Regions from separate parts of the Danio rerio genome. Here region 1 is linked to region 2. The links are chromatin contacts, called in public Micro-C maps. All regions are on one chromosome and are shown on one strand. Each heading gives the region's core, a stretch centred on a gene start, on an enhancer-like site or on the middle of the called end of the contact. The rest is flanking DNA. Distances are from core to core; before and after follow the strand shown.

The links. A called contact is a pair of places that touch in the nucleus more often than the background predicts.
Region 1: a contact with region 2 is called in a Micro-C map of caudal fin, with 3 times the contacts expected there. The contact joins the promoter of gdi1 here to the promoter of ttpal in region 2. A contact is called at or near these places in 1 of 18 Hi-C or Micro-C datasets (caudal fin) and 1 of 4 datasets of contacts at active chromatin or transcription factors (embryo).

Annotation. Positions count from the first base shown.
Region 1 is chr23:29,020,202-29,023,114 of GRCz12tu, reverse strand. It overlaps gdi1 (GDP dissociation inhibitor 1), which reads left to right and starts at 1,399. Exons shown (of 11, transcript NM_001020608.2): 1 at 1,399-1,673. The coding sequence starts at 1,629.
Region 2 is chr23:28,811,114-28,814,148 of GRCz12tu, reverse strand. ttpal (tocopherol (alpha) transfer protein-like) reads right to left here and starts at 1,443. Exons shown (of 5, transcript NM_212590.2): 1 at 1,406-1,443; 2 at 268-712. The coding sequence starts at 709. It overlaps LOC141380497 (a long non-coding RNA gene), which reads left to right and starts at 1,489. Exons shown (of 5, transcript XR_012398553.1): 1 at 1,489-1,744. LOC137489129 (a long non-coding RNA gene) reads left to right here. Exons shown (of 3, transcript XR_011008480.2): 3 at 1-1,202.

The DNA of each region.
Region 1 (2,913 bases), core at 150-2,649, 210 kb before region 2:
TGATACATATTCATTCACATGCATACACTGCGGACAATTTAGTTTATTCAATGACCTATAGCACATGTCTTTGGACTTGTGGGGGAAAACGGAGTACCCAGAAGAAACCCACACGAACACAAGGAGAACATGCAAACTGATCTAGTCGAGGCTCGAACCAGTGACCATCTTGCTGTGAGGCGACAGTGCTACCCACTACGCCACCATGCTCCCTTTTTGGCAAATCAATTACATTAAATATAAATACAATCCACAAGTAAATATTGGGAATGAGCGCAGAGAGTGTCTAGTGATTAGTGCTGAAAACATTGTGTCCACGAGTCTCTTTAGGTGCGGTTAATATTAATTTAAATTAATAAATTAATAAATGACAATAAAATGATATAGTTGTTGTATTGTTGCTCTTTTATGTGTTGTCAATATGCTCGTGTTTATATAGGCCTATGTTGTGTGCACAATATTTGTATATTTAAAACAACCTCAGGAATGTGGGGGTCACGAGTCACTGCCACTGTTATTTTGGGGTTCTTTCTTTCTTTTTTTCTTTCTTTCTTTCTTTCTTTCTTTCTTTCTTTCTTTCTTTCTTTCTTTCTTTCTTTCTTTCTTTCTTTTATCTATCTATCTATCTATCTATCTATCTATCTATCTATCTATCTATCTATCTATCTATCTATCTATCTATCTATCTATCTATCTATCTATCTATCCATCCATCCATTCATCCATGTCTGTCTGTCAAATAAAAAAGCTGCTTTACTTCTTTAAACAATGTAAAAAACAATAAACTTAACATTGTCAACAACTGGTGTAGATTTCCCTGAAGATTTTGTAAAAACTAGATTAAATCCTAATGCTTGCAGTGAATGTTTGTGTTGGTGTACTGTAAATATGTGTGTGCTCTAACAACAAACATGGTAGGACACAGTCAATTCAGGACCAATATAATGGGCTATGGGCCTACATATTGACAGAGTCTCAGTCAGTCATATGATCACACATCACTCATTTTAACCTATTTTATTACTTACAACGACGAGAATATTCATTTAACAAGAATCTGCACTAAAACAGCGCTCATTTATCATCATCACTTTAATTCACGCATTATTGATGATAGGGGCTTCATTCAGTGTCGCTGGCGGAGGGATATCTGGTGCTGTGACTGCGCCCTGTGCCATTCAGATGTAGGATGGGGAAATGAAAGTGCCACCGAGTGTTATCCAAATACATTCATTAAGACTACACGGGATGTAAATTATCGTTAATAGTTTTGAAGGATCTGCCTTTATGGCCACTTAGTAATTGTCAGTGAATGACATTCATAAAAACTTCGATCATTTTCGTTTTGGGAAACGCGCTATATTATTTGGCGCATGTGTCCGCACCGCTGGAGCTCGTGCCGCGGTCAGGGCCATCTTTGGTTGTTCTCGCCGGTCGCACCACAGTCAGTGATCATTTGTGATACGTATCAAATTGTTTGAGCGATAACGGTTTGCAGAGAGTTTGCTTTAGTCGCTGATAGGACAGCTGACTGGTTCTGAATAAATATTTTGTTGTATCAACACCGGCTCGCGTATTTTTTTGCAGCGGAAATTTGACTAAAGACGGGAGATCCACTGTAATACAACATGGATGAGGAATATGATGTTATCGTATTGGGCACCGGACTCACAGTGAGTAACGCATTCAGGTCACTCGTTTGCCTTGGAAACAGATGCAGATTTTGTCCACGAAAACTCGCATGCATGTGCTGGTTATAGAGATGTGACCGTACGAATAGATGCTTTGCGATAGATTGAACCCGAGGGCCTATTGCTGACGCATCCTTTGGACCAGTACTGTATATGTGTGTGAAGTGAGGCAGCATTTCTAGCAATTTCTGCGTGTAAACGAGCTCAATCCATCCCAAATTCATCTGCCCTCGAATATTCAAAGCCATTAAGGCTGCATCATTATAGTGACATGAAAGCGGTTATTAAAAAGTAATGACTGATTCTCCCCTCAGTGTCTGGTTCTAAGGAGTGGCATCAGGTATCCCGTTTGCTCGAGCGTCGAAATAGCGAAAATGCATTAGTTTATTACAGATGTTTCGGCTTTTGTGGTATGCCAAAGCAGCGACGAATATGCATTATGCTTAACTGGTGTTAGTTCATTGTTGGCTTTTATGTCATGCGGTTTGTTCTGGATTTTAAGTGTATATTTTTGCTTTTCTTATATTCTGTAATGCCAAATTTAACATATGTTCGAATTTGACACTGGATAGATACCTAAAATAAGCATGCTTAATAATAGAATTAGAAGTGTTTTCATCAAAATGTTCCTTTATTTTCCTCATGGATAGCGGCTGAGCTGGGCTGCGGCTCGTAATGTGGGCTGGGTGTAGCGTTGTTCGATTCATGAGTCGGATCTTTTGTGACTCAATCAGAGCGGGGATTCGCCCACCGACTCGTCTTTAGCTGATAGACATTTTATAAATACTTAAATGTGAAATTAAACACATGAAAAAATGCGTTTACAACGTGACTACATTATATTTTAACAAGCATTTGTTTTCAGCTCTCATTTTGCAAATGTGTAATTTAGCATAGTTATGATATAATTTATTAATTTATTATTCCATGGCTGCAATAAGCAGAACTAGAACCGAAAATTACAAGGAGCAGCCTTGTTAATAACTCTAAAGAGCATGAAATTGACCACGCTATGTTGTCAGAATGACGTAGACGAATCATGAAGCGTAGAACGCTTCTTTAAAGAGAGAGCTGTTCAAATGAACCGAATCTCAAAAATGACTCGGACTTTCCATCACTAGTTGGGTGGGGTAACTCGCATCCCAGTGTTCAACACGGAAGTCAAGGCTAAGGATACCCGCTGCCATGTCAATAGAAATGGAAACATATATTATATCAGATT
Region 2 (3,035 bases), core at 194-2,693:
GAAAGGTTTCTTGTCCAGTAGGCAAAAATAATAATTTGACAAAGTGACACAGTGATCATAACAGACAAAAAATATTTTGTCAATATTTTGTAGCCTGTAGTACCCAGGATCCAATAAGCTGTTACATTTACTTCTTATACCAGGCTTTACAAGTGTATTAGACTTTTTATTATTAATAAATCAAACCCAATGTTTAGTTTTCATGTCAGATAAACATCTTGTTAACTCAACTCTATAAGCAGAAATCTAGCTTATTTCATTCAATACCTGGTCGTAAACACAGTATGTAGCGTCCTTGAGGGTCTGGCCTGGGCAGGACAGTGAGAAAGCCCAGGTCTAGGACGTGCTTGACTGTGGAGGGCTTCAGGTCCTGGAACACTTCAGGCCAGGCTCTCCGGCTGGCATGATAATTCAGGAGAAGCTGAAGGGCCCGGTCATAATCAAACTTCCTGGCCCTGAGGAAGCGCAGCAGAAAAGCATCATCTAACCGGGTCCTCAGATTAGGGTGGTCTTTCAGTATCATATCCCGTAATGCCTGGACATCCCGCAGCCTCCATTCGGGCTTCTCCTGAAGCTCTTCCCGAGCCTTGGCTACTAGTTCAGGAGTCAGAGTGCAGGTGTAGATGGGTGGAGGAGGACCTGGGAAGCCTAAACCTGCAGCTGTGTCCCTTGGAGGCCCAAGATCAATGTGCCCATTTTGGTCTGCCATGGGCTATACATAGAAAATATGAAAGAAATAAAAATAGTGCAGTCATGGATAAGTTTTTATATAGACAAAGCTGTCAAGCTTAGCTTTAGTCATTCTACAGATGTGGTGTCATTCATGGTTGTATGATATTTAAATGTTTTATTTTTGTTTTACAAAAATGTAATTACATTTTTACTGCATTGTATTTGTAATTTGTAAATGTTGTAATCTGCTGTGGGTGGGTACACTTTTTCACATGATTGAGCTTTAAAAATATCACTACACGTTTTGGTATGTAATATATCATAGTTTTCTATTTCTTGTTGTATCTCAATATATACAACTGGCGTGAAATGAAAAAAATTATAGATATAAGCTTCCTCATATTTAAATTTTGAGTAAGTTATATCAAGTTATTTCTTAAGGGAATGACTGTTGTTGAACTTCTATACCCTAACAACAGCACTATCATATGCACAAAACATAATTTGTACTATGTTAATGTACTAAATGATAATCTGATGTATTCTATTTACTAAAATACATCAGACCCATATAGCTACCGCGAGTTTTCCCAGCGCAGCTATGGTGTTCAATAAGCACTGCAAATTTACATATGAAAGCCAGGCGTAATCCTATTAAGCTGTTTCACTTATTGCACGATTAAGATGTGATGATTTTCACTCAAAACAGAACAGAAATGTAAACATGACCAACCTGCCAAAGAAATCCGCAATCAGTTCCGTGTACAGGATGAAGCCAATCGAGCATTGGTCATTCTGTGTCATGTGGTGTATGACGCAAGTGGCGTTTATTCGGCGTGCTCTTCTGACGTGAGTAATTTGTCGATGGTAAAAAATGAAAATATCCCATCTTACTTTTAATTGATGCATTAGAAGTCTGGTTCAGCTCAAAATGTAAACCATCTATGCGCCTTTATTACAATATTTGTGCTTACCGATATAGCAACATTGCCTTAACCAACGGTGTGAGTTTGAGTGTCTGTGTCTGTGCTCAGCAATCAGAGCCTTCGGGGCAGGCTCAAACGTGTTGCAGGTAAGAGGCTTGGGTAGAATTTCATCAAATTTTCAGGCTAGGTAACAAAATAGAAACTTTTTTATTTTCAAAAAAATAACCAAATTTATTCATGTTTAATTATAAGACAATATTTGGGATGTGAAACTAAACAGATAATCTGAAACTGAACAGATAATCTGTAGACAAACAAAGCAGTACATTATTATTCATTCATTAATTTTCCTTCGGCTTAGTCCCTTTATTCATCAGGGGTTGCCTTAGCGGAATGAACCACCAACTTATCCAGCATATGTTTTACACGGCGGATGGGGAACACTCATTCACACACTATGGCCAATTTAGTTGATTAAATTCACCTATAGTGCATCCATTATTTGCTTCGGGGTAAACTGGGGCACCCGGAGGAAACACACGCCAACAGACCATGCAAACTCCACACAGAAATGGCAACTGATCCAGCCAGCAATCGAACCAGCAACCTTTTTGCTGTGAGGCGACAGTAAAAGGCACACCTCCTGAAGTCACGAATGTGCACCGTAAAGATGAAAGTAGACAACCCACTTGATCATGTCATTCGCCAGTTAGAAGACTTTACAGTATGTTATAATACTACAATTTCGAATGAAAAACTGCATTATATCTAGCACATTTTCAATTGTGTAGCTACTGTAGCAAAACTTGTCATAATGTGCAATATTTATGCATGCAAGGATGCCGCTTTGTCCTAAAGTGGCCATTCTTTGGCCTGCCGGGTGCAGGAATTACACTTATTACTAAGCCATACTTACTGTACATGCTATTTCAGACCGAATATTCAAAGTAGCATGGTAAACAATATAGACGCCGCATCATAGGTTGTCATTGTTCAAAAATGAATTAATGTTATGTGAATATAAAACCAACTTTACTTTAGTAAAGCTAGGCGGAATAGTGCTATTTACTAATGTTTTGTTGTTAAATAAAACAAAAATCGACATTATTGATACTTTAAAAGATCCCTTATAAATTGAAAATAGTCACATCAATCTTTTGCCGGAAGATTTCAGGGGCTGAACAACACTTCTGGGCATATAACCCATTTGTAAAACAACACCATCTACATCAGCTTTGCGTGACTAAATTACTTTTAAAACAGAACATTACCTGTCTAACAGAAATACCTCAGCCATGGTGTCATCCCTCCTTCAGCGTGCAAAAGTAACTCCAATATTGATTCAGGTTTTAAAAAGCTTTGATTCAGCATTTGTTTTTAACGCTGTCACTTTCTCGAGTGCACCTGAAAGTGCATGAACGCGCAAACGGGGGATCT